Linked DNA regions of Danio rerio: region 2 is linked to region 1. A link is a contact called in public Hi-C data. All regions are on one chromosome and are shown on one strand. Each heading gives the region's core, a stretch centred on a gene start, on an enhancer-like site or on the middle of the called end of the contact. The rest is flanking DNA. Distances are from core to core; before and after follow the strand shown. Region 1 holds the start of rlig1 (RNA 5'-phosphate and 3'-OH ligase 1). Region 2 holds the start of poc1b (POC1 centriolar protein B).

Region 1 (7,103 bases), core at 1,946-4,445:
TTATGAATCTGTAATCTATAATGTGTATCTATATAGATTACTTTAATTAAATAGACGTTTATTTATTTACACTTATTGCAAAGAACTGCTACTTTTACCTGGTGTACAATATATAATTACATATGTAAATTTAGATCTTAAATATCAGTGAGAGAGTATGATTATTGCACTTTAATCACTTGAAATATAAGGAAAAAACACTTAAAATATTATTATATATAAATTTGCAGTTCATAGATAACATGAAATTGAATAGCCTTTTAGTTCAGTAAGCCACTGTTCTGCCAGTTTTCTTCTGTTATATTATAACAGCGAAAAGAATGAAACAAGTCTTGTATGTCGCTGTCCTGGTGAATTATCATATTGGAGCTCTTGAGGACTTGTTGTTGTGGTGTATTTTCAAGTTTACTTTGCATTCAGCACTGTTTGATAAAAAGTTGCAAAATATATATATTTTTTTACATTTTTATTATGTGCAATTGACATATCTGTCTCCAAAGTGTTTATCCGAGTATTGATTCAAATGCCTACAAACAAATAAGAGCTAAACTTAGACATGTTTATATGTTTATTTTAAACTTCAATATTATAAATGTACTAACTGACTAGGTTCTGTTTGCATTTATTTACAGTGTCCTGCTTTAACATAAGAATCCACTTTACCCGATTTCAGTAAAACAATCAAATCAACCCAAAGCAAAAGACTTTTATTTAATATAGAGATTAATGTGGTTTATGTGGTACTATTGTGGTTTCTTCACCATTTGGGCTGATCACCCCCCTAAACAAATGGTAATTAGCTGTAGAATGGGAAACATTATACTCAAAGGGTGTCTGAAATTCATTAGGAGAGCACACTGCTGTTACAGCAGGCACAACTACATTTACATTAGGGGAGTAAATTATAATGGTAATGTAAATGTAAAGGTTTTTAGTTTAAGATGCTTTGGGGTTTATTTCAACTCTGCTGAACCCAAGTTACTTCCACTTTGTGTACATTGTGACTGCTGTGCTGCAATCATTATTTCATCAAAATCACATGCTGACTTTTTCTTACAACCATATACTTTACAGAATCAGCTGAGAGGTTGCTGCCTTCAGGAAAAAAATAATTTCATTACTTTGTGAAAACAATAAGTCAATAAGAGCAGCATTTTGTACTATATACACTCTCTGGCCACTTTATTAGGTTAATTAGGTGCTTTATCTGGTGATGTCAGAGGAGAATGGCCAGACTGGTTCAGAAAGGCAACAGTAACTAAGGCCGTACTCACACTGTGTACAGTTGCCTTGAACCATGCCGAAGCACACTTGTCCCCTCTCCCCTCTGCCCCGACGGCCTGCACTCACATAAGGTGCCTTCGACTTCATGCAGCGCTGCGCAGATCGATTAAAAACGGTCTTAAAGCGGTGCATGCTGGTTAGAAAGTTTGTCCTTATTGATGCTGCGCGGATCCTGCATGAATGTCACATGGAATGGCAAATGGATTATGGTTTGAATTATCAGTCAGTAAAAAAAAATCATTTGGGATGATGCACTACACAGTTAAGTGAATAGTGTGTCATTTGGGAAGTAACTAATATATAAATCCTAAATTGATCCTAATATTGTTGTGATCCTCTCAGGTGTTCTCAGTGGACAAACCTCCCCCAGCACTGTGTGTTTAGAAAAGCTGGACTCAGCACAGGTCCTGCAACTGTGTGTCCGATATCAGGATCATCTGCACCAGTGTGCGGAGGCTGTTGCATTTGACCAGAATGCTTTGGTCAAGAGGATCAAAGAGGTATTCGCCATCATTTCTAATCAGCAAAACAATTTCAGAAAGCACATCCAAGATACTAAATAGTGTGTGTGTTTTTTTTGTCAGATGGACCTGTCAGTCGAGGCGCTGTTCAGCATCATGCAGGAAAGGCAAAAGCGGTACGCCAAATACGCCGAGCAGATCCAAAAGGTCAATGAGATGTCGATGATTCTGAGACGTATTCAGATGGGGATCGACCAGACTGTACCACTCATGGAGCGCCTCAACAACATGCTGCCCGAGAGTGAGCGGCTGGAGCCCTTCTGCATGAAACCTGATGGAGATAGCAAATAAAAGTTTTAGTGTGTTGATACTGATTGACTTTGATACTGATTGACCTACCTCAGGTCTCTTCTGGATGTTACCAATGGAGCGCATCACTTTTGCACTGGATTGCTTATCGTATGCCTGGATCAGGTGTTTTCTGGCCTAAATGAAGTTACATGGTACAAAAGATGAAATTATATTACTGAAAATGACAATTGTGTGTGTGTGTGTGTGTGCGTGCGTGCGTGCGTGCGTGTGTGTGTGCGTGTGTGTGCGCGCTCTGGTACATATTTACTCAATAGGCTTAATGGAGTGCTCTTGAAGGGCATGACAACATTCAGAATGCTATTTAATGAGAAGTCATTAATGCATATGATGCTCTTGCACTTAGGGTTGTCTGCAGACTCTCTGTAATTAAAGTTGTTGGCATTACAGTTTCTGTTTTCATGAGAGATTTATTAAACACAATACTTTTTTGGCATGGGATTTGAAAAAAATATATTGATGAATTTGGGGGTTGCACAATATATAGTGTATATGTATAGTGTATCTTGTGTATAGGTATAGTATGCAGTGTATCATGTCTGTATATGTATGGAGTATGGAGTGTATCATGTATATGTATAGAGTGTGCATATGTGGAAAAAGTGAAGCGCTATGAATACTTTCCGGATGCACTTTAGTTTTTTTTTTTTTCAATGATGCAGTTAATCATCCACAACCGTGACAAACCAAGCGAGCGGCATTTTAAATTTCAACAAAGACCACAGTTTCAGCTAAAAATAAATAAATAAGCATTTGCTGGGGCAGATTTAAGTTTGTGTGTAAACTATCTCTTTAACTGAACTGGACATATTTATTTTCCATTCAAAACTTACAAAAATAAGCAAAAGTCGAGAGTCAACATGGCGCTCCCCTTAGACGACACGCTCCATGCAGAATAGAGCTTGTTATTTTAAAGCAGCCTTCGTTTATTTCTGAGTTCAACTATTTGAAAGTACAATTTAAAACAGATGTAGTTTTAAACAAGTCACATTGCGCCATTATGAAAAGTCTCCGTTCCAATAGATGGCGACAAAGATCAGAACATGACACACTAAGGAACGAGAGGAAATCTGAACAAAATAGCAGTGGGCGCATGGCTGATCTGAAAATGTGTTGATGTCATCAGTCCATAGTAATTCTGCAAAGCAACTTGACAATCGAGCTGATCAACAGCGGTAATAATGCGGCGTCTGGGTTCAGTGCAGCAGAAGATTCCATGCGTTTTCCTGACGGAAGTGAGAGACGAACCATCCAGAAAACGCGACTGTCAGGTGGGTGAAAAAGAATCTGTATTTTTCGTCAGTGTACACGTTATATTAAATCACTAAAGTGATTATGAGCTAGGGAAAACATTACTAAATAGGCATTGCCTACTGTCAATATCACTGCTTTGTAGTTATTTTATTTTAACTCGCGCATCACAGAGACACCGTCAGAATGTAGACAATACGTTTATTTAAAAAAGCACGTATAAAAAGTGACTGTGGTAATAGTGCTATTTAATCACATTAAACTATTAAAGCAACAATGAATGGAAATTAGTTGTTGATGAGGATAGTGTATAGGTTTGATTGTTAGCTGATCTGACATGCTCTCATCCTCTTCTGCCCGTTCAGCAGTTTCAGGTTGTGGCTACTGAGAATGTGAGCCCTGCTGCTCTGGCATCAGATGTCCACTGTGCTGCAGCCACTGAGAAGGTTGACGGGACATGCTGCTATGTCACCACATTCAATGGTACAATCTGGATCCTAAATAAGTCAACATTTGTGAAATGTTTGTTGTTGATTTATTGTTGATTTAAACATTAATATCATATATTTACATCCAGTCATTTGGCAGATGCTTATATCAAACATCTCTCTCTCTATACACCCCCCAGCCACTTTATTAGGTGTACCTTACTAGTACCAGGTTAGACCCACCTTTGCCTCCATAACTGTCTTAATCTTTTGTGGCATGGATTTAACAAGGCACTGGAAATATTCCTCAGAGATTTTGGTCCATATTGACATGATAGTTTCACACAGTTGCTGCAGAGTTGTCAGCTGCACATCCATGATGGAAATCTCTCGTTCCACCACATCCCATATGCTCTATTGGATTGAGACCTGGTACCTGTAGAGGCCATCAGAGTACAGTGAACTCATTGTCATGTTCAAGAAACCAATCTGAGATGATTCACGCTTTATGACATGGCGTGTCATCCTGCTGGAAGGAGCCATTAGAAGATGAGTACACTGTGGTCATAATGGGATGGACATGGGCAGCAACAATACTCGGGTAGGGTGTGGCACTGACACGATGCTCAGTTAGTATTAATGGGCCCAAAGTGTGCCAAGAATATATACCCCACACCATTACCACCAGCCAGTGGGGTTTTTCTGCTGCTGTAGCCTATCTGCTTCAAGGTTCGATGTGTTGTGCATTCAGAGATGCTCTTCTGCATACCTCTTTTGTAACGAGTGGTTATTTGAGTTTCTGTCGCCTTTCGAACCAGTCTGGCCATTCTCCTCTGATGTCACTGTATATTTTCTCTTTTTCGGACCATTCTTTGTAAACCCTAGAGATGGTTGAGCATAAAAATCCCAGTAGATCAGCAGTTTCTGAAATACTCAGACCAGCCCGTCTGGCACCAACAACCATGCCACCTTCAAAGTCACTTTAATCATCTTTCTTCCCCCATTTTGATGCTTGGTTTGAACTGCAGCAGATCGTTTTGACTATGTCTTCATGCCCATTGAGCATGCATTGTGTTGCTGCCTTGTGATTGGCTGATTAGAAATTTGCGTTATCGAGCAGTTGGACAGATGTACCTCATAAAGTGGCCAGTGAGTTTATATCATACTAGTACTGGAATAATGATGCAGGAAATTCAGCATTAAATCACATGGTTAAATTAAATTTGAAATTACATTCAATAAGAAAACAGATATTTTAGATCGCAATAACATTTTCACATCTTGACTGTTTTTAATGTGTTTTTAGATAAATAAATACAGGCCTTGTGAGCAGAAAAAGCTTATTTTACAAAATTACAAAAATCACAATATTCACAAAATTTGATTAGTAAATGTGTAGTTCAGGTTAATGGGTGCTTATGTACACACACACACACACACACACACGGTTATGTGAAAGTTTGTAAAAATCTTAATAATTTTGACAAAACAAGAGAGATAATACAAAAAAGCTTTATAATATGTCTTTAGTACTAAGAACTAATGGTTTGTACATATAAACATGACATTATTCAAATAACCCCTGCACTGAGCGATCTCTTGGTTTTTAATGCCAAGTGTGGTTAACAGATGATCTACGACGGTTCTTTTCCTTTGTGATGTTTATTCATGAGTCCCTTGGTTTGTTGTGAACAGTTAAAGTGCTGCCGTGCTTCAGAAAAATCCTCCATATCCTGCAGATTATCCAGTTTTCCAGCATCTTCTGCATATTTGAACCTTTTCCAGCAGTCACTGTACGATTTAGAGATGATTTGAGATCCACCTTTTCATAATGAGAGACTCCAACACCACTATTAAAAAAAACGATTAAAGCACTCACTGATGCTCCAGAAGGAAACGTTAAGAGCTGGTGGGTGAAAACATTATGAATTTGAAGATCACAGTAAATTGTAGTTAATTCGTCTTCCAGGAATTATGCAAGTATCTTCTGCAGCTTCTGAAGAGCAGCACTAAAAGGAAAACATTTCAACAGAAAAAGAAAAACTGGGGACGCTTCATTCTGTTCAAGTGTTCACCAACTTAATGTTCTAAACGTTTCCTTCTGGAAAATCAGTGAGTGTTTGAACTTTTTTTTAATAATTCTGTTTGAGTCTCTCAACTATCTGCTGTGTGAGAAGATGCATCGGTATGGAAAATCACACAGTCACTTCTGGAAAGAGTTCAAACATGCAAAATATGCTGGAAAACTGAAGAATCTGGAGGACTCAGCTGGCACTTTAACTCTTCAGAAAAAACATGAGACTCATGCATAGTAGGTCACAGGTCATCCAGGTAACCCCACACAGTCTTATAAACCAGAGGGTTATTTAAATAATGTAATCAATTTTCCTGTCTTGTGGACCAGTCTGTATGTAATGTTGTATGTATGCTTGCATGTTTTTTTTTTTTTTTTTTTACTCAGGACAGTATTAAAAAAAAGAAAACATAACAGGATCTCTTATTTTGAAAATTATTCACATTTTAAGATTCTGTACTGGGTTCCCACTGTAGATTCTGTATGCACATATTTAGACCACCACCAGCCTAAAAAAATATTTATTTATATTCACACAAAAAATTTCACGTGCACAATATAAAAATACATTTTCATAAAATACGTTTCACAAATGCAAAACACCATTTGCAAATGTATAAGAGTGTACAAAAAGTTTTGAATGTTTAAAACTAGCGAGTTCATCCTGAATGAGAATGTGCAAATCCTCTTTTACGTAAGACTCCCCCTGGATACGTGTGTGTGTGTAATTTTGAGACTTTCCTGCCAGAGTCAGGGCAACTCGTACCTTTCAGCCAATCAGATGAGAGCTTGAGTCGATGACACCAACTCTGCGCTTCATTTGCGCAGACTGTTCCTCTCCAGTATGGCGAACGGAGAAAGCATCAGGCGCACTTTTTTCATTTATTTGACCATAGCCTCACTCTTTTTATTCAATATTTTGTCGCAGCTCCGCTCATCCTATTTATTGTCTCGCAGCCCCATGAGCAAACTGTAGCCTCCGAATCATAACAGCACCATTGTGGTCCAGCGGTCAGCATGTTGCGTTACCATGCCGTCGACCCGTGTTCGATCCTCACCTGAGTTAATCTTTTTTTTTTTTTCCCCCAAGTCGCATAAATTACCTTTCTTCTCCATTTTGATGCTCGAATTGAACTGCAGCAGATCATCTTGACCATGTGTACATGCCTAAATGCATTTAGTAGCTGCCATGTGATTGACTGATTAGAAATTTGCGTTAAGGAGCAGTTAGGATAG
Region 2 (7,103 bases), core at 2,066-4,565, 530 kb after region 1:
ATTGTTACATTTGGGCTAAAATATATAATATTTTTTGGAAAATAAGCCAAACATTAAGACAAAAAAGCCAAATTTAACATTTCATTTAGAAATAATGTAATACAGATACTTAAAAATTTCCAAAAATGACCAGAAACACTTAATTCTCACCCTCCATAGTCTGTGAAAATGTTGATGCACTGATGTGAGGATGTATCCCAGAGGCGAACTGTCCTGTCGTCACCACAGGAAGCAATGAGACGACCATCTGGTGAAAACCTAACAGGGACAGACCAAGTGACAGTGAGAGAAATCCCACTTTATGTGACAAAACCGGAAAGGTTAGATGTGTTAAATCTGCAGTCTCGTACCTCGCACAGCGCACCCAGTTGGTGTGTCGGTTGAGAGAGTAGAGGAATTTTTTCCGTTCAACACCCCATACTTTCACAGACTTGTCATCTGAGGCCGTGACCAGCCTTTGGCCATCTCTGGAGAAATGAACGCTTCGAACGCTTGCTGTGTGGGCTTTAAACACAGTCGATTCACCCTTTCTATAATGCACATGTACAAATAACACATTAAAAAAAGTAGTTCAGCCAAAAATGTAAATCATTTTCTTTTTAATTTCCTCAGTCAATGGACACAGACACTTCGAGAGTGAAGAGAAACATATACAGGGAACATAAAAATAATACCTGTAAATGATTTATTAAGGTCGTAATATTATTTATTGGAGGGGGGGGGGGGATCTCTTAGCTTGACTTGAAAAAGCTAACGAACTAAACTGCTTTTTAAGCATATTCTTCTTGTTCTGAGACCAAATTTCTAAACGTGTTTTTTCCAGAGCTCTATCAAGCTTTAAATACCTTCAAACTAATGTGATTTTAACAACATAGTTATATATTTTTAAACCAATTTACATATGTACAGTTTGTATAAAATGGATGATCAAATCTATGCAAAATCCCACAGACTTTTATACAGGTTAGGATATGGTGGCAGCTAGAAATATGCTTGTAAAAAGTTAATGTTAGGTATATGATAATCATGCTAAACAAGCAAGTAATGTGCTAATCAACGCTGGTTGGTTTATTCATGTAAGCAACATGTTAAACTATGCTACCAATATCCTAACCCTGCTAAAAATGTGTTAGCATTCTGATAATTATGTTAAAAACATGAACATTTCTGCTAACAACATGTTAACCAAGCCAAAATCATGTTAGTAGCATGTTTATTCATGCTAACAATTTAAATTAGTTAGAAAAATGCTAATGCTATAAAATGGCAGAAACATGCTTGGGACATGAAAACAATATGGCAATTTATGCTAACAAGAGGTTAGCCATACTACAAACAGGTTAGCAACATATTAATTCTTACTAGCCAAACTTTAACTTGTAATAGTGTTGTAAATAATGTTCAGTTTCTTGCACAGATCAAACATATTGATAAAACAAAATCCTCAAAATTATACTATCAAAGCAAAATCATTTTGTGCAGAACAAACATATTCATGTTTATTTCCAATTTCTGTTTAATGAAGAGATTTTTTTCAGCACATTTCTAAACATAATAGTTTTAATAACTTATCTCTAATAACTGATTTATTTCATCCTTGTCATGATGACAGTAAATAATATTTGACTATATCCTTTTTAAGACACTTCTATACAGCTTAAGTGACATTTAAAGGCTTAATTAAGTTAACTAGGCAGATTAGGGTAATTAGGAAAGTTTTTGTATAACGATGGTTTGTTCTGTAGACTATTGGGAAAAAAACAACTTAAAAGGGGTAAAAATTTTGTCCTTAAAACAGTGTTTAAAAAATTATAAACTGCTTTTATTCTAGCCGAAATAAAACAAATAAGACTTTCTCCAGAAGAAAAAATATTATCAGACATACTGTGAAAAATTTCTTGCTCCGTTAAACATCACTTGGAAAAAAAAAAAAAAAAAAAAAAAATATATATATATATATATATATATATATATATATATATATATATATATATATATATATATATATATATATTATTATTATTATTCTTAATGTCAGCAGCCACTGACTGGTATTTTATGAATCACCATAAAAGACCATGTTGTAGCTAAAAACCTTATTTTATATTACACGGAAAAGAAAGGTCACATGCATTTTGGATGGCCAAAGGATGAGAAAACTAAAATACTTTGGGTTAGAAATGTTAAAGATAACAAAATAATACATTAATACTGATAAAGCGCCAACTGAACTCACATACTGGGTGTCCACAATCGAACTGTTTGATCTCTGGATGAAGATGCCACCATTGAACCGCTTGGAGCAAAATTAACGCCTGTAATGACATCTGTGTGACCCACAAACCTGAAAGCCCGGGCTTTAGGAGCGAGGTTCCAAATCATAAGGCTTTTATCACAGGATCCAGTAGCTGCAAAATTATTTGTAAGAGGTTATTTTGGGGCTAGAGTGAAATTATATTTTTTTGTATTCTGAGTTATTTTAAATAATGAAGATAAATGTGACATACCAAGCTGTTTATTATTGGGGTTGAAGTCAGCGCAGGAAATTACATCTTTATGACCTTTAAAATGCCTCTCAAGGGTGGGATCCTCCTGAATAAGACAGAGAACTTTTAAGTGTAAGCAAAAAAAAAAAAAAGCAAATGATAATAAATAAATAAATATTTTGTAAGTTAGCTAAAATATCAAAGCTATAATAAAGTACCATTTTAAATAAAAAAATTAAAATGGTTCAAATTAAACTATTTCAGCTGACAAAAGACAAAATATTAGACTTGAATTAAATCTAAGTAAACTAAAATAAATGTCAAAATAAAATAATTTTAATATAGACATACTAATAAAAATGTAAAAAATGTCAACAACACACATCTAAACATGAAAAAACTGAAATTGATGGTAATACCGTTACAAATAATCAAAAACGTTGTTAATAAACATGTTCAAAACACAATGGTACTGCCGTTGATTCACGTCTAATCTGTGTTAATTGCACAGTATTTTTGCTAATAGACCTAGTTAATTGTATCGATTAAATTTTAATTTTGTAAACCCGACAACTATAAACGTTATGCATGTCCACATACAAACAAACACGAAACTTTCCAGCACAGTGGTACAGCGCTCTATCTAAAATGTCTATATCCGTACTCTAAAATGTTTCTACTAAATCATCTTACCATTACAGACGCCATGATTCCGGTAAACTTCAAGAAAGTGTATGAAACGTGGACAATTTGTGATTCTTTTTACAAGTAAACAAGTGAAACTCCTCCATGTTGAGCCACTTCCCTTCTGTCAAACCAACCGCGTTTTTACTCAGACCAAACAAATCACGCTTCGAATCATAGAGCCAGTCCGGCTAGTTGAGCAACAATGGAGGATATTTAATTTAAAAAAAATAATTTAGATTTCGATTGATATATTTGTACAAGTACAAAATACTACCATAAATAGAGAAATTAACGTCGACATCAGTCCGGTCAATGTAACCACTCCTCAAATAATGAAACAGAAGGCATGTTGGGATTAAATCTGAAATTTGCAAGCTAGTCTTTTAAAGATTATGCAGTCCTTAGAGTTGATTAATGTTCATTATATCTTACTTACATTATATATTCATTTACATTACATACAAATTACACAGATGTTTTGATTAAAATAGAGAGGACAACAGCAATAGTCAAAGCAACAACAATAAAATGTAAATAATATAATAAAAAATAAGAAACAAAGCATTTAGAAGGACAAATTATTTTTTTAAATGAAAAAAAATCTGAATAAAAATATAAACGAAAGTGAAATTCTATCCAGAGTAGGATTTTAAAAAGAGTAGAACACTGAACAGTACCATATCTCTTTAGAAGAAATAGACAAAAACGACTGATAATGTATAAAGATTCAAAAGCATTTAATGAATAAACGCGACCACCAATCTCCCTCTGTCGCTAAACAAATGAAACCAAAGGTTTAAACTACGCTGGATATGACGCCGTTGCTTAGCAACACCCCAAACGGTAAAGTCGAAGACCTCAACGTAGACGCTTTAAGGACACAGTCGCTGATTCGATAATCAAATCAACGGCCCAATCAGTGAAGCCGTTGCTCAAGAAGGCGACCCATTGAGTTTTGATTTTGGTAGCTAACATTAGCCGCCGAAGCTCTGCTGCTGGAAGATGTCGGTGAAGAGGGGGATTGGCGATTCAGCGGTCAGTGCTTTAATTTTACGGAAATTGGCTAAATATTGTATGCGCTGTGGTATTTTGAAAGCTGTCTCCGCCAAAGTTTGTCATGGGTGCTGGTGTTTAACGTTAAAGGGAATCTGACACCGGTGGTGTTGTTGCTCCTCCGTTGCCATCACGTATACATACCTGACTGAGCATCAGCATCACTCTAGTGCTGCTGTTTTACTGTTGTATTTCTGTCTGTGTTTATCAATAAAATACACGTCTAAACGAATGCAGGTCATAAAGAGCCTCCAGTCTTTTTCAGGAACACGACTGAGTTGAACTCCGTGTTTGTTACATATAAACACCATGTTCTCTTCATGAAATGAGATACTTACAGGGTTTAACTAACAGTTATATTTATTCCAAAGAACAAAACGGATTATAACACGTATCTGATTTCTAATGTCATTCATAATATGTACACGATGAAGTTGTTGAATATCTTTTCCTGATTTGTGTGATCTATTTGATATTTCAATAAACTTTATTTCAGTTTTATTTTTATTTATATTATTATTTTAAATATAATTTAGATATTCTCAATTTTCATTATTTCATTCAGGGTGAAAATTACAATACTAAAATAATTTTTGTTAATTGAAATCAAGGTTAACTAAAAATAAACAAATAACTTAAGCCTTTATTACTTTAGCTACTTTTTTTCAGTTAATAAATAAATAAATGACAAATATTTGCCATACAGTTTAATGAACAAAATCATAAATCTAATATTCAAAGTTTCAAACTTAATTTAAAAGTCAAGTCCTGCATGATAGATAGATAGATAGATAGATAGATAGATAGATAGATAGATAGATAGATAGATAGATAGATAAATAGATAGATAGATATCTTTGTGCAAGGTTAGATAAAAGTAAATATTTTTTTATGTGTAAGCTTAGATAGAAAGTGCAAAAATGTTCATAACTAAATATTTTAATATTCACATGTTCTAACTAAAATGTATGCTTATTTTCCCAGTTTTTAAAGAAGAAGATTCCTCAGAACCCAAAATATCAGCATGTAAAAACAAGGCTTGATACAGGTAATACCTTTTTTTTTTTTGTTAAATCATAAACCATCTTTTGACAGTTTATCACATCCATTGTAAATGCTATAGAGTATGTGATGGCAAACCCAGTTTATTTTATAGGCTCCAGCCTGACAAAATACATGGAGAGACTAGAGGAGGCAAGAAAAAGTAAGTTCACGGCAAAAAAAACATTACCTATAACATTTAATTCTCAAAATTACATTTCATTCATCATTCCTACGTGTCATTCATTTGGAGTGAACCTGAAGAATGAACCAAAACCATATTGTTTATAATCAGCAAATTTGTATTAGGTGAAAACAGATGAGGATGCAAAATATGATGAGAATTTGTTTCTTTATTAAAACTATGCTTTTTATTGTACCCAAATGCCTGCTTTTTACACAATGCTTTATTGCAGCGACATATAGAACACATCTCAATAATCTAAAACATCTCATGTCTGTTTACATGTAAAAAAAAACAATTACAATAAAAACAGAAGTGCGTTTTTAATGACTTGTTCCATCTACTTTGTCTCCAAATACACTTACCCTACTGATTTTTACTCGCTTGATAAGCAAAGAAAAGCTGCCTTGTCCACACTGGTCATCTTGTTACAGGTTTCTTTTGATTTCTCAGGGATAAGCAATTCTTGTTCCTTCTTTCTGGCTCCATGAGTAGAGGATGGTTGCTGTACTGTAGATTACAGTAATTCCTCTGTTAAGATTGTCTGTAGTGAAAGTGATATACATAACCTCATCCAGCGGTGTCACTTGGCATCTTTGGTGGTGAGGCTGGACTCTGGAGTTCTTGCCAAAGATAAAAAGAGATGTTGGCAGAGCTTGCCTCAGTTTGTGGTAGCCGTTGGCTTGTTGAAGAGCATTAAAAAGCTTGAAAATGGAGTTTGATATTTTGGGAGTCAATTTAAATGATGTGTCTTTAAATGAAGATGAAGTGAGAAATGGTAACACTCAGGATCCAGGTATAACAGATTGAAATTGTTGGTTTAAAGACTCTATAAGGCTCCATATAGTTTGAAAATGCATGTAATATAATGTTTTTTTTTGTTTTTTTTTTAATCAGACTACAGATATAGGAAGGACGAGTTGTTTAAGAGACTGAAAGTGACCACATTTGCACAGCTGGTAAGAAGAAGAGTATATTATTATTAATATAAATGTTGAATATGGTTATGGTGCTTAATAATTGTTGTGTAACGAATAGTTTTGTTTTTTTGTTTATGCCTTTGTAAGTCACTTTTTATAAATATTTTTATTTTAAATGTATAATTATTCTATATTCATTATCTATTGTACATTATTGTAAAGGGAAATGTGCATCAGTATGTTGGATCTGTGCATTGGGTCTTGAAAGAAAAGCAGCCAAAAAATGACTTAAAAATGACTTGAAGCATTATTTGTGCTACTTAATAGTTTTGTGGAATTAATTGGTGTTGATTTTTACATATATACATGTTTTTTATGGTCATTTTTATAAAATTTTTAATTTTAAACCTTTAAATGTTGGTGTATGTTATTACTTATTTTTTTTAGGTAATCCAAGTTGCTTCGGTATCAGATCAGAATGACAACATTAAAGATGAAATGGCGGGATTAGAAGGTAGTTTCAGTTCTTTTTTGTGTTACTGTTCTTTATTTATTCACAGTAATTTTTTTGTTTGCATTAACAATTTTTGTACTTTTATTTAAGAAGAATGATTTAAACTAACCCTTATCTAAAAGAATTAAACTTGGCAACCATGAACCATCCATAAGGCCATACCAACCAAATAGGGTTAAAAAGGTGAACACAATAGTTAGCAGCAGTGCAAACATATG

The links. A called contact is a pair of places that touch in the nucleus more often than the background predicts.
Region 2: a Hi-C map of hematopoietic stem cells shows a contact between it and region 1, with 2.8 times the contacts expected there. The contact joins the promoter of poc1b here to the promoter of rlig1 in region 1. A contact is called at or near these places in 1 of 18 Hi-C or Micro-C datasets (hematopoietic stem cells) and 1 of 4 datasets of contacts at active chromatin or transcription factors (embryo).

What each region holds. Positions count from the first base shown.
Region 1 is chr25:18,899,413-18,906,515 of GRCz12tu, forward strand. rlig1 (RNA 5'-phosphate and 3'-OH ligase 1) reads left to right here and starts at 3,196. Exons shown (of 7, transcript NM_001008606.1): 1 at 3,196-3,385; 2 at 3,731-3,848. The coding sequence starts at 3,296. borcs5 (BLOC-1 related complex subunit 5) reads left to right here. Exons shown (of 6, transcript NM_001007052.2): 4 at 1,627-1,784; 5 at 1,869-2,046; 6 at 2,150-2,503. The coding sequence ends at 2,235.
Region 2 is chr25:19,427,791-19,434,893 of GRCz12tu, forward strand. poc1b (POC1 centriolar protein B) reads right to left here and starts at 3,316. Exons shown (of 12, transcript NM_200118.1): 1 at 3,180-3,316; 2 at 2,508-2,592; 3 at 2,237-2,408; 4 at 351-530; 5 at 151-258. The coding sequence starts at 3,194. cep41 (centrosomal protein 41) reads left to right here and starts at 4,137. Exons shown (of 11, transcript NM_001002194.1): 1 at 4,137-4,208; 2 at 5,211-5,274; 3 at 5,383-5,430; 4 at 6,349-6,410; 5 at 6,819-6,885. The coding sequence starts at 4,176.